2 separate regions of the Xenopus laevis genome follow, and region 1 is linked to region 2. A link is a contact called in public Hi-C data. All regions are on one chromosome and are shown on one strand. The core of a region is the stretch at or near the end of the contact, and the rest is flanking DNA. Distances in the headings are between cores, read along the strand shown. Region 1 overlaps lama5.L (laminin subunit alpha-5). Region 2 has its middle 21 kb from the start of lama5.L.

Evidence for each region. Hi-C and Micro-C count contacts between places; a contact is called where the count stands out from the background.
Region 1: a Hi-C map of the XL177 cell line shows a contact between it and region 2, with 3 times the contacts expected there. The contact joins two enhancer-like sites. A contact is called at or near these places in 3 of 4 Hi-C or Micro-C datasets (the XL177 cell line, the XTC cell line and animal cap).

Annotation. Positions count from the first base shown.
Region 1 is chr9_10L:14,847,994-14,852,666 of Xenopus_laevis_v10.1, forward strand. It overlaps lama5.L (laminin subunit alpha-5), which reads left to right. Exons shown (of 79, transcript XM_041576196.1): 9 at 239-329; 10 at 560-694; 11 at 1,969-2,034; 12 at 2,478-2,618; 13 at 4,463-4,597. Among protein-coding and RNA genes, the nearest start is that of lama5.L, 45 kb to the left of the region's middle. Within about 2 kb of position 2,323, at least 1 of the 7 cell types and tissues checked has an H3K27ac peak or open chromatin away from gene starts, as enhancers often do.
Region 2 is chr9_10L:14,781,805-14,786,722 of Xenopus_laevis_v10.1, forward strand. No RefSeq gene overlaps it. Among protein-coding and RNA genes, the nearest start is that of lama5.L, 21 kb to the right of the region's middle. Within about 2 kb of position 3,432, at least 1 of the 7 cell types and tissues checked has an H3K27ac peak or open chromatin away from gene starts, as enhancers often do.

The DNA.
Region 1 (4,673 bases), core at 1,073-3,572, 65 kb after region 2:
GAGCCTGATCCCCAACCTCACTAATGATCTTGTGGTTGAACAGAAGCAACTCCCAGCAACAGTGTTCCAACATCTAATGGGAAACCTCCCCAATGAATTTGGGCAACTTCATATTAATCCTCTTGGTTTGGGGATGAGCTATTGGGAGGCAGGTGTCTGGATATATTGGGAATATAATATATGAGGGGACTATCATGTGATCTGAGGATTCAATCTAATGATCCTTTTTGTCCTTCAGCATAATACAGATGGTGTCAACTGCGAGCGCTGCATTGTGGGTTACTATAAATCCCCCGACCACCCGTCCATCTCCCCTCACACGTGCCAGCGTAAGTACTAGCAACATCCATTAGCCACAAATTCTTTGATTTGCCCTGATTCCACTGAACCCCAGGCAGACAAACAGATTAGGAGGAAGATGAGCCTGTTGGCAATTTTTTTCCAGCCAATGAGAGAGGGCCTGGGTTGCACCTTGGCACATGTAGGCCGCCATCTTTACTGGCGCTTGATCTAAATGCTTTGGGGGTTTCCAAATGTTATCTTCCTGCTGCCCCTACAGGCTGTAGCTGCGAGTCTGAATATATGGACGGGTCCTGTGAGGATCTGACAGGAAGGTGCTACTGCAAACCCAACTACACCGGCGAGAACTGCGAGTCATGTGCCGAGGGATATATGGACTTCCCGCTCTGCTACCGTAAGGCTCCATCTTCATACCAGTTAAAGAGTGGGGGGATTCTCCTTCCTAACCCACAACTGAATACCAAAGGAAACATGACTTTATTCCTCTATAACATAATATCAAATTACTTCTCCCTTAAATTTGCTAAAGGGCATATTTGCCTTAACAGTTTTGTAATGTTCCCTTTATATATTAAATGTTGTTGTTGTTGCTCTGCAACTGATTTAAGTTTTCTTGGGGCTCGCTGACCCTCACAGCCGGGCCCTGACTTGGATGTCAGATTGGGAGATGAATGAGAGTAATAAAATTATAATAACAATAAAAAGCAAGTCTCGTAATCACTCTGCTGAGGGGGTTGCCTCGAGCATTTCCCAGGCTGGAGAGAGAAGAAAGGCAAAGTCATCATAGGACATAAAAAAAAATTAAACTAACTTTGCAAAAAGTGTGTATGGTTCCAGTACACAAATAGTTCAAGGTCCACATCTACTTTTTAGGCTTTTTATTTTATATTCTTCGAATCAGACTAAATATGAATGTAGTGGGTTGGTAGGAATTGGATGGGGGTTATACAATTGTCAGCTGGTAAATCATTAGCTGTACAGGTATTGGACCAGAATGCTTGGGACCTGGGGTTTTCTGGATGGCAGATCTTTCCATAACTTGGATCTTCATAATTTAAATCTACTATAAAATCATGTAAACATTAAATAAACCTAATAGGCTGGTTTTGCTTCCAATAAGGATTAATTATATCTTGGTTTGGATCAAGTACAAACGACTATTTTATTATTATATAGAAATAGTTTTTAAATATTTGTATAGTTTGGATAAATCGGAGTCTATGGGAGACGGTTTTCTTATAATTGGGAGGTTTCTAGATAATGGGTTTCTGGATAACAGATCCCATACCTGTATCAGATATTGGGTAAAAGAAAGGGACATTTATTAGCAATACAGGACCTGTATGTATTTATATCTCAATGTGTAATTTGCCAGGTGTGCAGTTCTTATTAGGGATGGGCGAATTTTTTCGATTTGTTTCGCTGAAAAAACGACGCCCATAGACTTGTATGGCGGCGTGCGTCAAAAAAATTTCGCCGCGCGACAACATTTTTTTTGACGCCCATAGACTTTAATGGGCGTCTACGACATTTCGCCGGCGGCGATTTTTAACGAAACGGGTCAAATTTGCCCATCCCTAGTTCTTATAATCTGACAGCAGGGGGTGATATAGATCACGCAGGTATTGTGGTTTTCATTCTGCTTTTCTGTCATTCTCCTTGTCTCAGCTGTTCCAGATCCACCCAATGGCGGAGGCACCGGGGAACAACTCCGGCCGGTTGGAGAAATAATCAGTAAGTATAAACCAAACCCCCACCCCGTTATTAGTTTATTATCCCAATGAAACGAAATTAACCAGTAAAAGCAGGGAAATTACATAAAGAGAGATCACCATCAGCAAAGGAAAGTTTATGGCATTCCCTACCAAGAGAGGGGGTGAGTGATGCATTGGTGGGGAGGAAAGGAGGTTTCAACATCAGGTTAAAAATTGTTTTGTGGTAGATAATCCCTAACTCCAGACTTATGTCATTGTTCAGCTTGACTTACTATAAGCTTATTACTATGCAGAGGGAATGAATGAAGCAGAAAGGAATCTCAATGTGTTACTTGTAGTTTTACAAATACAGCCACAGTGCCCTCTGGTGGAAATTTGTATAAAGGTTGATCCCCCTGGAAACTTTGTGGGGCTGTTACACTTGGGTGCAGTGAGCCGGAACTAACGAGGTTTCTCTCTCAGACTGTGACTGCCATGTTGCTGGGACGGAGGGGAACGCTTGCCGCAAGGACCCTTTTGTTGGCGCCTGCGTCTGCAAACCTAACTTTCAAGGGGATACGTGTGAAGTCTGCGCCCCCGGATACTTTGGCCCCACCTGCTTGGGTATGTTCATTTATTCAGCATTTGCCCTGTTGTTAGAAGTGACTTTAAAGTCCACATTCAGTGATGCTCGATCACTTTGACTTTCCCTTCAGGTAAGTGAATCATCAGCTGTCATTCGGTGTATTTCATGACTCTGGGCTACTCTCCTTGTATTGGTTATTTAGAGGTCCAGGGTTGGTGGATTCATCACTACATTGATTTCTAGGGGTCACTGAAAGCAAAAGAAATGCGTTAAACTGCTTTACTTTACCTTTCCTATATTAAGCCCTGCCTCCCTGCATGACCAAGGGAAAGAGAACAGCCCAGAAAGGGAACCAATGGCTCTGTACCAGGGTAAAAACTGGGGGTCATTGGATACATTTAAAAGGGGGGTGATTGTATTTACTGTTGCTGTCTGACCATGGGAAAGAGAACAGCTCAGGCACAGGAATTAACAGAGGATCAGAACTCTTTATCTGGCAAGTAATCAGGAGAGTTTACATTCCCTTAACGAGGGGAGGTTAGTGGGAAAGAGGGCAGTCCAGAATGAGGAAATAATACAGAGACTGAGATATGTGTGGCTAAGTAAGTAGTAGGTGTCTGGGTAAGTAATGTTGTAGACTGGATTCACCTCCCTAGAGGGATTTCTCCCTCTAGTAAAATACAGAGAATCAGATTGGTAAGGGGTGATTGGTTGTCGGGTGGAGGTTGTCTGCCCATGGGAAAGAGAGCAGCCCTTGAGCTCTGTATCTGAATAAACTATGTGGGAGGTTTGTAACCCGGCTGATATTCCCTCGCTGTCTCGCAGACTGTCAGTGCTCAGGACCAGGCGTGTTGGATGGAAGTTGCGACAAAGAGAGTGGACAGTGTGTGTGCCGGAGCGGATTTGAAGGATTTCTTTGTGATCAGTGTGGCCCTGGATTTTACAACTATCCCCTGTGCCAGTGTGAGTCCTACATCCTTCCTGCCCAGTCCTGCGTCCTGAAAATAACGTCCCCCTAGGTTATCTTGACTCCTTGTTATATAATGTATGATATATATATATATATATATATATATATATATATATATATATATATATATATATATATATATACATATATACATACAGTAGAACCCCCATTTTACATTTTTCAGGGGACCAGAAAAAATGGGGTAAAATCCAGGAAAATGTCAAATCAGTAAAATGAATGGAAACTTAAAATCAGGGGATGTAAAATGGGGGTTCTATTGTATATATGTACATAGAGAAGGCGTATCCACCCTCATGTAACATGTTTAGAAGCAATTAAAGGAGACATATTGTGTAAAAAATAAAAACGTACCAGTGCATTATACTCATTTAGATATAGAAGAATTTTGCTTAAAAAAGTAGTCTTTCCGGCTGATTTATTGAATATTTCTAGAAAAACCCTAATAATCCCTCCCTTCTCTTCCACTTCCCATTCCCTGATTTCTGCGGTTCTCAGCTCACTGCACTGTAGGACAGGAACCAATCAGCAGCTAGCAGAACCTGATAGGAAACTGAAGCCTCTCTGTGCTTGTGTGACTGCAGGACTGTGATTGGCTGTCCCCCTCCTACTCTGCTTCTGGCAGGGACTGTTAGGATACGCCCCTCATTTGAAACACAGACAGGGACCAGAAAACATCTATAGGGAGCTCCAATAAAGGGGTGATTTTTAAAGATAATATTAATTTTTAGCACCATGTAAAAGCAACACCATATAATACTCATAATTGCCTACAAAATTAGGGTTTTTTCATTTATCCTATATGTCTCCTTTAAGATTAAAAACTGAACACAGCGCCCCCTTCAGGATGTTTGAACTCTCCTTATAACCAGGTGCTTCCCTCTCTTTTCTCAGTATGTGGTTGCAGTCCCGTCGGCACTTTACCGCAAGGCTGTGACCCCAATGGGCGGTGCTTGTGTAAGCCGGAGTACGACGGTCCACGCTGTGAGCAGTGCATTGTGGGATATCACTCCTATCCTTACTGCCAAGGTACTACATGCCCCTGTATGTTAGCTCTTATTTGGGATCCCAGACCCTCGCCCAATGTTGGTGCCACATTCCAAAG
Region 2 (4,918 bases), core at 2,182-4,681:
GATACATGAGATATTTATATTTACTTAAAAAACTGAAACCATTCATGAATCTCTGTTTCTGTGAATGTTTCAGTTTGCAGGGAATATACTGCCAAGCACAATATAAATCACTTTTAAAATACAGTAGAATCCCCATTTTAGGTTTTTCAGGCTACCAGAAAAAAATTATGTAAAATCCTGGAAAATGTAAAATCAGGGAAATGTGTTATGCTTAATATATAGGTGGGACCACAAAACAACAATGTAAAATGAGGGAAAACTTAAAATCAGGGGATGTAAAATTGAGGTTCTACTGTAACTTGAGCTTGTGCCATCATTCTGTTTCATGGGAATCATTGTAATCTTCCAATTTATCTTTATGCTTAATTACTCCAAAAAAGATTCAGTTACCCTGCAAACAAAGCATGTGTGCAATGTGTGGGAAGATCTGTACAGGCATAAGCTATACCCTCATACTGTACTGTCTCACGGAAACAATATGGCACCTCCTTCCCAAATGTATAAATACAAATATACAGAGAAGGAATGTTCTGGGCACAGAATAAGCTCTACCCTCATACTGTACTGTCTAAGGGAAACAATATGGCACCTCCTTCCCATATGTATAAATACAAATATACAGAGAAGGAATGTTCTGGGCACAGAATAAGCTCTACCCTCATACTGTACTGTCTAAGGGAAACAATATGGCACCTCCTTCCCATATGTATAAATACAAATATACAGAGAAGGAATGTTCTGGGCACACAGTAAGCTATACCCGCGTACTGTTCTGTCTATGGGAAACAATATGGCACCTCCTTCCCATATGTATAAATACAAATATACATAGAAGGAATGTTCTGGGCACACAATAAGCTATACCCTCATACTGTACTGTCTCACGGAAACAATATGGCACCTCCTTCCCATATATATAAATACAAATATAAAGAAAAGGAATGTTCTGTGCACATAATAAGCTATACCCTCATACTGTACTGTCTCACGGAAACAATTTGGCACCTCCTTCTCATATGTATAAATACAAATATATAGAGAAGGAATGTTCTGGGCACACAATAAGCTATACCCTCATACTGTACTGTCTAAGGGAAACAATATGACACCTCTTTCCCATATGTATAAATACAAATATACAGAGGAGGAATGTTCTGGGCACACAATAAGCTATACCCTCATATTGTACTGTCTAAGGGAAACAATATGGCACCTCCTTCCCATATGTATAAATACAAATATACAGAGGAAGAATGTTCTGGGCACAAAATAAGCTATATCCTCATACTGCTCATACCGTACTGTCCATTCTGATCCGGTTGTTGGGCCATAGGGCCCATGATCAGGTAATGTATAACACTGCAGTTGGAGAATCTGCTGCCCTGCTGCTCCTCATGCCTTTTCAACAGCAGGTGGATTTCGGCGCAAAATGCAAATGGTAATGTTTCAGCACCGAAATGTGCTGCTTCTGCCTGCTCCTGACAATGCTTCCCGGGTGCAGAACAAGATCTGACATCGACTGGCCCTGGCCTAATAGTCTGGGTGTTATTGGGGATAAGGATCAGTTGGGGATGTCCATTACATAATAATATGTTTTAGGGTCTTTCATCTCACTTCAATAGAGCAAAATCCTTTATATCAAAGGTCCCTGCAGTGAACGATGCAAAGGTTCATGATAACAGACAACCCCCTATTAGGCACACAGGTGAGACAACACAAAGGCTCAGCTTTAGGTTACAGTGGGCTCACTGTCAGGGTCAGTGTCTGTAGGGGGTGTTTCAGTGGTTTATTGCAATGGCTGCTGTCCAAGGTACTAGAGAATGGATCAGTACAATCCACTTGATCCACCACCAAGCCTCCACATCTATTTTGAGGTTCCCCTCAATCCCCTGTTTAACAAGAAGGGGCAGGAATTCATTAGATTTGTTATACACACCTCATACACCTCATACACACAAATACACACAACCTATTTGTGATTACAGAAACTGGTTAAAATATACAAGGGGGTCTATTCACACCTGTTCAACATATCATGTAAGAAGGTCAAGCTGCTGTGGAGCAAAGAAAACCACTAAACTTTTATAATACAGAAGTATAGGAAATCTCTGCCATTTATCTTGCTGCAAAGAACATTATTAATGACTGTATTTACTTAATGAGACTCCATGGCTTTGGCCAGGGCCTGGGATATGTGCATTAGAGGGAGGAAAGCCAGGAGCACAGGATTTTAATGCATGGGTCTGGTATATCTCCAGCATACATAGGGGAGTGTTGCCTTTAACATGATTAATGAGCTAAGGCTTCTGTTGTTTGGAAGTGTTAGTGTTACCCAACTGCGCTGTATAAACGGCCGCTGGTGCAGTTATGTTAGGCATCCAATGGGAGCTCTTACATGGAAAAGAACTTGTTTCAAGTTAAAACGCCATTTTCTGGGAACCCTTGCTACCCTACAGGCTATGGGCACGTCCGAGGCACTAGCCTACCCTGGAGTAGCCTTTTGAAAACTGGCCTATTGATTTCAGTATGTGGAACAGCTATACATACAGTACAGTGTTGTCTGCTGGCTGAAGAGTGTAGATATGTCCTTATGTCCTACAAACGATCGATGCAATCTCCCAACCCACAATTTAAGGTGGCCATACACGGGCCGATAAAAGCTGCCGACAGACCGTGTCGGCAGCTTATTGGCCCGTGTATGGGGCCCCCCGACGGGCTTCACCAGAAAATCCCGTCGGATCGCGGCCGCATCTATTCGCTGATGCGGTCCCGCGATCCGACCGCCCGTTAAGGCATCGTTAGGATCCGATCGTTGGGCCCTAGGGCCCACGATCGGATCAGCACGATATTGCCCACCTCAAGGTGGGCATATCGGAGGGAGATCCGCTCGTTTGGCGACATTGCCAAACGAGCGGATCTCTCAGTGTATGGGGACCTTAAGCATTCAGATTAATATAAAGTAGTACAAAGAAGAACCAATCACAGATTGCTTGGGCCATTAATTGACAGATAGCAATCGAACAAAAGTTATGTCCAACAAATAGTAGTTACAATCTCCCATTGATATAGTCAGATAGGCAATGCATGCAGAGATCCTATCGTTAGCCAACAGAAATCTTTTAACCTGTCCGATGGACTAAATGACCCACCACCATGGCACGAAAAATGTTGGATCGTAATTGTAACATCTATGGCCATTGGCAACCTTAAGTGGAAAAACAGTACAAATAGTGGTTGCAAATTGTATAGGCTTGTCGGGCAGTGCTGGGATTTGTAGTGGGATAAATTCTAAATAGCCTCTATTATTCCTCATTCTCTATAGTCAGGCCCAGATTTGTGGTCCAGGGCAGCAAAATTTTAGGTGCGGCATTCTGCCCAGCCGCATTCTAGGAAGCACTAAGGAGCCGCAGTTATCAAGTGATCCGGCACAAGTGTGTGTGCTCGCGGTGGGGGGCACGAAAGCGGGTGGCGCTAGGACATGGCAGCCTGGGGGCGCTGAAGAAGGAAATCCTGACCTGTTTATAGTGTAGCAAGGGGAGAAGTTACAAAGCACCACTTGTAACAAAGAACTATATGTTCTCCCTAAGGGGCCACTATGAATGTGGGGGGCACCTGATGAATGTTTTCTCTTACCATAAGCCAACCTCAGTCCCTAAAGTGTGAGAACCGAGATAAGAGAAAGGGCCTCTATCACAAACCAGCTGGACTCGCCACTCCCCCGGTTCAATCAAAGTAGCGCCACCTGGTGCCTTCTGCCCCCCCACTCCCTCCCAGAATGCCAGGAATTCTCTCTCCCGTCACTCATTCACTGAACATTGGGCTTTTTTCATTTCCTTCTTCATCTGGTTTCACCGGCGCTGCAAGTTATTATAATTTGCTCTTTCTCTCCTCATAGAGTACAAGTCATTAAATTCTGTCATAATTACTATATTGTTCTGCCCCAGGACTCCTGTAACAGGGACAAGGGGCCCTTATATCCAGAAAGTGTAGGTAACATATCAGGGAAGTTACTGTCTGCTCTGCTCTCATTTCCCTACAGAATTAGGGATTGGTAGCACTAGATAGGTACCTAATATATAAGGATAGAGACAAGAGGAAAGTGTTGGAAGGGTTACTGTCTGCTCTGCTCTCATTTCCCTACAGAAATAGGGATTGGTAGCATTAGATAGGTGCCTAATATATAAGGACAGAGACATGAGGAAAGTGTTGGAAGGGTTACTGTCTGCTCTGCTCTCATTTCCCTACAGAAATAGGGATTGGTAGCACTAGATAGGTGCCTAATATATAAGGACAGAGACAAGGAGTTGGAAGGGTTACTGCCTGTTCTGCTCTCATTTTACCTATTTTGTTAAGAAATGACCCCAGAAGTATGTGCAGGCTCACCATCGGTAGATGCCCGTTCATTAAAGTGGACCTGTCACCTACACATAAAAAGCTGCATAATGAAAGTCCTTTGCAAATTAAATATGAAACCCCCAAAAAATTTTTCATTAAAACATCCATACCTGTTATAAAGGTGTTTAAATATCGAAACTGTCAATCAAATATTACCTGCCCCGCCTCTATGCCCGTGGCATAGAGGAGGGGCAGTCAATTACTTTCACTTTCCATTCAGCACTTCCTACATGTCACTGCTCTCCCCACATTCCCCCTTCCCTCCTCAGGCTCTGTAATTGTGTAGGGCACTGCACATGGACATTAGGTCCCCCATTCTGGTGCATACACAAGATTTTGGGGTGATACACAATTTCCCTTAATAACCGTGTCCACAAAATGGCTGCTGCCTGCTTGCTGTGATTGTATAATTGCAAGACAGAAGGAAACAAAATTTAAATAATAAATACAGTGTAAGTAAAGTTTATTTTGCTCAACTAACATGATTGAAAAGAATTTGAAATTATTTCTTAGGGTGACAGGT